2 separate regions of the Triticum aestivum genome follow, and region 1 is linked to region 2. A link is a contact called in public Hi-C data. All regions are on one chromosome and are shown on one strand. The core of a region is the stretch at or near the end of the contact, and the rest is flanking DNA. Distances in the headings are between cores, read along the strand shown.

Region 1 (3,140 bases), core at 578-3,077, 360 kb before region 2:
AGTTTTTTAATATCCTTCTCCTAGACGGAAGAGGCCATCCACTTGCCTCCTGCTCCGGATCCGGACATTTTCGAAGAACCTTTGTTGGTGGGGAAGATGAACGCTTGGGCGCTAGGGCTCGGGCGAAAGGAAAGGGACGAGCATAAGAAGAAGAAGGCGTGGGTAGAAAGGAAAAGGCCTTTCCTCTTTATAGAGGCGATGAAACTTTGTGCCTCCCTGCTTGCCTAATGAAACCTGCTCGTCCTCCACTCACAGCGATTGGTGGTGCGGTTGGGTTACCCACGCCCGTATTAAAGAGAATCCCGCGATAAGGGGGGACGATCTCTGCTTCGATAAGACATGCCAAGGAAACCGCCTCGCAACATGCGCAGTAGCTGGTTGTAAACAACAGTTCGAATAATGGTCGGGCCGTGGCGTGATGTCTTGCTACGAAGAATTGTCAGCAGATTAGATTTGTGGATTATTGTTCTCTCTACGGTGGTACGTGAAAATTGTCTTGCAGAGCCGAACACGACTCAAGTGTTCGAAGATTATTTTGGAGTATTCGGAGATGGAACCCGCCTTGCAATGCCGAAGACAATCTGCGCGCCGGACTCATCGTCATTGAAGCCTGGTTCAGGGGCTACTGAGGGAGTCCTGGATAAGGGGGTATCCGGACAACCGGACTATATGCTTTGGCCGGACTGTTGGACTATGAAGATACAAGATTGAAGACTTCGTCCCGTGTCCGGATGAGACTCTCCTTTGTGTGGAAGGCAAGCTTGGCGATTCGGATGATAGATCTCCTTCTTTGTAACCGACTCTGTGTAACCCTAGCCCCCTCCGGTGTTTATATAAACCGGAGGGTTTAGTCCGTAGGACGAACAACACAATCATAATCATAGGCTAGCTTCTAGGGTTTAGTCTCTACGATCTCGTGGTAGATCAACTCTTGTAATACTCATATCATCAAAATCAATCAAGCAGGAAGTAGGGTATTACCTCCATCGAGAGGGCCCGAACCTGGGTAAACATCGTGTCCCCAGTCTCCGGTTACCATTAGCTTGAGACGCACAGTTCGGGACCCCCTACCCGAGATCCGCCGATTTTGACACCGACAACAGCCTCCTCTCTTCCCCATCCTTCTCATCTGAAAATCGTCAGAAATACACATGATTCGTTAGACACGAGCCACCGCACCTCGCCAACTCCCCCGCTCTCTTCCGCATCAGAGAGAGAAGAGGAAGGGACCGGAGCACGCACTTGAGAGAAAAATAATAATAGGATTGAGGTGGGATGCAGTGGGTGGTTCAGACGTGGAACACTTTAAATGAGAGCCAGAGAGTATGGAGTGAAAAGCTAGGACATCGAACTATCTCAAAATGTGACGTTGCCACCCTCTTGGTCAATATTCGTGCGAACAATCCAACGGTTATTACAACATTCATCCCAAAATACTTAAAATGTGACGTTAGATTTTTCTTGATTACGAAACTACTACTCCCTCCGTTCGGAATTACTTGACACAAAAATGAATAAAAATAAATGTATCTACAACTAAAATACATTTAGATACATTATTTTTTGAACGAGTAATTCTGAATGGAGGAAGTACATAAATACGGGTTCTAACACTTTTAATTGATTTTTTAATTGTAATTTGGTCTCCACGCCGGCCAGCAGCTGTATCTCCTCGTCGGTATCGACGCCGTAGGGTGCACGTCTCTGCAGTCCACACCTCACATATTTTGACGAGCTCGTCGTCCCGCTCGCTCGCTCGCTCGCGGACAGTCGTCAGCCGCGACAAGGACGCCAACCCACCCTGCCATCCGTCATCCACTCCGCCCGTCCCTCCCATCCCCACCAACCAAAACCCACAACCGCCGAGGTCGTTGCGCCTCCCCTCCCCCCCCCGAGCGCCTCCGCCCCCGTCCCCGTCCCCGCCTGCCTCCCTCCCCCTCTCCACCTGACGACGCGGCGACGGAGAGCTCGATGTCGTTCCACTACCCGGACCACGGGCTCGCGATGGACGCGGCGGCGGCCGCCGCGGCCGCTGCCTCGTCGCCAAACCCTAGCTTCTCTCCCGGCGGCGGCGGCGGGGAGAGGGAGAAGGCGGCCATCGCGGCGCACCCGCTGTACGAGCGGCTCCTGGAGGCCCACGTCGCCTGCCTCCGCGTCGCCACCCCCGTCGACCAGCTCCCCCGCATCGACGCGCAGATCGCGGCCCGCCCGCCCCCCCTCGCCGCCGCCGCCGCCGCCGCGGGCGGGCCCTCCGGAGGCGAGGAGCTCGACCTCTTCATGGTATCTATGGCTTTCACGCCCCTGCCTATTTTTTCCTGCGTTGCCACTGGGTGCCGTACATGTATTCTGTATATGTTTCGTGTGAACAATTGGAATTCGGAATAGGGAGAAATTGGGATAAAATTTGCATAGGTTTTGATTAGGGCCAGTGATGGATTTCTGATGTGCTCCTTATGGTGAATTGGAGGGTCGATCTGACTAGTGGTTGCTGGTTATTGTAACAACGCTGCTGCAATAGCCTTATCAATTTGTTTGTATGAATGAGAAATGAAACCAAAGCAGATACAGTATATATCCTACGCTGAGGTTCATCCATATAGTGGCACCATACTTGTTGAAGTACTCCCTCCATTCCTAAATATAAGTCTTTCTAGAGATCTCAATATGAACTACATATGGATGTATATACTCCCTCCGTTCGGAATTACTTGTCTCGAAAATTGATGTATCTAAAACTAAAATACGTCTAGATACATCCATTTCTGCGACAAGTAATTCCGAACGGAGGGAGTAGATATATTTTGGAGTGTAGATTCACTCATTTTGCTCCGTATGTAGTCCATATTGGAATCTCTAAAAAACCTATATTTAGGAATAGAGGGAGTAGTATAGATACGCCATGGGTCATTGGCGGGCCTTTTTGTGGTATTAACAGCTTATTTGTCAGACCTGAAATGTCATACTAGTAGACCTGCTCGCCTGTATGAATTGCCCATTTCTGTCTTTACTTCAATCTTATTTAGTAGTGCCCTTACTTCTACTGATCATCTAAAATGCTTTTATGTCGCATGACTAGAATTTCCTTTACTTTTCTGAAACTTGTATATCTTCTAAGAAATGAATATGTTGCTTACATCTAG
Region 2 (2,833 bases), core at 278-2,777:
TATACTTGCATTTTAAATGTATATGCATGAGAATCACAAAATTGAACATCCGGGGTTAACAGCAGTTACAAGACACAAACAAGCTAAAATAATGCATATCAGCACAGATCAAATTGGGTTTAAATATTCAACAGCGCTAGCATTAGGTGAAAACTTAACGTGACTTAAGTTTATTAGAGGAATAGAGATGGCAAAGATACATGCTTCAAAATCAGGCTTCACTTATGTGACATAGATTTATTTTATGGTCCATGACGTGGTTTACATCCTAACATCAGCACACTGCAATCATGTATCCTTCTCATATTAGGTGAATTATGACATAATTCAGAAACATGGTTAGGCAAACATTCTAATCATTTTAAAAGAACTAAAACTGCACAAAATTATTTCAGACAACAAACAAAATGTGGTATTCCAATTTCCTAATACATAGCTAGATTAATTCAAAACATCCACATACCTAGACACACTGGGCAGGTAGGCTGCTCAGCTGAGCTCGTAATCGAGCTATGCGCATGCTCGATCAATTGAGTGTAGTGCACGTCTTCCACAAAACGTACATGAGAAACATCACCCTGCAAACACATCAATCTCCAATTAATCACGATGGCACACATTTAATCACAGCAGCAGAAAAAACAATTATATATTCAACAGAATGAAAAGAAACCAGCACCTCCAGTGATGAGAACTGCTTTCCATTGAAGTGCTTGTAGAAGCTATCGGTGGAGCTCAGAGTGTCAAACTTTATGAGAACGCTATACTGGTCCTCCGCTCCATCAATCCTACATTATGAGCTCCAATTAATACTCCAAATCGGCGCTTGCATCAAAGTAGCTCAAGCCCCATCAGAGGCAATGTTGGCCAGTTTTGAGGGTAAAAGTCTAATACAGCACAACAAATGATGGGATCGAGGAAACTGAACCTATCAGAAGTTCAGAACCACTCGGATTGGACCAAGCTAGGCGATTGAGGCCTTGGGCCAACGCAACTGCGCGAAGGCAGGCAGTGGTGAACAAGCGAGGTACCTGACGATGCGCATCTCGAGCATGTGGGGGACGAAGGAGCCGCAGAAGCGGCAGAAGTCCGCGTAGGTCATGTGGTTGGGCACCGAAGGCACGAACACCTGCGGCTTCCTCTCTGCCTACAAACACGCCGTGCGAGCGAGCGTTAGAGGTGACAACGCGCAATACACGAACAGCCAAAAATACAAAACCCTAGAACAGGGATGGCTTACCGGAAGATGAGATGACGAGGCGGCGGCGGCAGCGGCGGGTGGGTCGGGGTGGAGGAGGACGACGCCGCGGGTCTCCTCGATGCGGGGGTTCCCGGAGGAGAAGGGGACCGACTCGAGCGCGCGCGTGGACGAGGAGGGAGACGCGGAAGGGGGGAGGGAGGCGGGATCGCCGGCGTTCGCCATGGCCGGAGAGGATCAGAAGCCTAGGGCAACGACGAGGAAGAAGGGGTTATTCGGAAAAGTTCCTGGCTCAACTGCTCCCAAGTCCTCCCCCTACTCGACCAGGTGGGGCCAACCTGGCAGTTAGATAAAGCGATGGCGTGCATGATTTAGTTTACCAATCGCGCGAGAATTCTCATTCTCAAAAAAAAAAAAAATCGAAGTAGAACGGTGAAAAAAATGTGGAGGACGGGGAGGCCGACCGAGCTGATGCGGGGGAGGGGAGGCAGCGCCGGGAGGGCCTCCGCTGGCCCGGCGGCGGACCTTGGCGTCGGGGGAGCGGCTAGAATCGAGTTCTTTCCGGCTTCGGCTGTTGTCTCACCTGTGTAAGTCAAAGCCGCAGAGAACAGGGCCAGTATTTTCCAAGTAGAAATGCACATCGCCTCTATAAAAAAGAAGTTCATAATCCACTGCGCCTGTTGCTCGGGCCTCGCGTGCATCTTGCGGTTGCTTCGGGTTGTGGCGGAAAGGTTGGGAAGGTCGGCATTTACGTTACTGACACTGGATAGTTGGTTGCCCGCCAAGTGGTCGACGTAATGCTGTTCGCGTTACAGCGCAGCGCAGCGCAGCTATCCAGGGTTTGGCGCCCATGCGATCAACAGATGGTGGAGTGCTCAGTGTTAAGTTTTGTTAGGTATGAGGTGCTGGACTCTGTTCATGAACTTACGATGCCTGTTAGTGTGGCCGATGAGTGAAATGTGTGTGGGCTCTCAGAATTCAGAGGATGAGCCTAGTTCTGAGTTTACCCGGCCATGGCAATAAGGCACGGTGGAACCTTATGCTGGTTGCAGTGGATAAGAATGAACCGATGGCATGTTGTTTTTTGGGGGTGCAGACATGATTTCAGTTGACAGATATGGACTTACTACTCACTTGTCGTGTTTCCTGGAGAATTCACTTAGAACATACTCTGTCATCATCTTCTATATTGGCTTATTTTGTCACTGTCAGGATGTGGATTTAGTTTCCGATGCATATATCCCCTTCGGGCTAACTTGGATACACCATAGTCCAATTTGACCTTTTGGATTGGAAGGGATTTTAGTTCAATTTCACTGTTTGTTCGATGGGATTGAGAGATCCAATCAGCTTAAAGTGTACCCAAACAGGCCACAGGATTCACAGTACTATTGTGCAACTTTACACGATGGCATAAATATTGGAAGCCAAATCTTTGATGGAATCTATGGCTGGTTTGTCATGGGCAAGCTTTGGTTAAATCAGTTCCTTGTTCGCTTGGCGTCATGTGTCAACCTGGCTAGCAACTCAGGCATGAAATTCAGGCGTTCAGAGTACAGTAAGCTTGTCCATGGGCAAAAGCATGTCTGTTCACCCATTATGGGATAGGTAAATTTTCACTTTTTTCCTACTGTT

Evidence for each region. Hi-C and Micro-C count contacts between places; a contact is called where the count stands out from the background.
Region 1: a contact with region 2 is called in a Hi-C map of leaf, with 6 times the contacts expected there. The contact joins the promoter of LOC123136529 here to the promoter of LOC123136528 in region 2. A contact is called at or near these places in 2 of 5 Hi-C or Micro-C datasets (both in leaf).

What each region holds. Positions count from the first base shown.
Region 1 is chr6B:194,362,100-194,365,239 of IWGSC CS RefSeq v2.1, reverse strand. LOC123136529 (homeobox protein knotted-1-like 2) reads left to right here and starts at 1,827. Exons shown (of 6, transcript XM_044555929.1): 1 at 1,827-2,280. The coding sequence starts at 1,972.
Region 2 is chr6B:194,006,701-194,009,533 of IWGSC CS RefSeq v2.1, reverse strand. It overlaps LOC123136528 (BRAP2 RING ZnF UBP domain-containing protein 2), which reads right to left and starts at 1,527. Exons shown (of 12, transcript XM_044555927.1): 1 at 1,241-1,527; 2 at 1,032-1,147; 3 at 680-788; 4 at 464-578. The coding sequence starts at 1,423.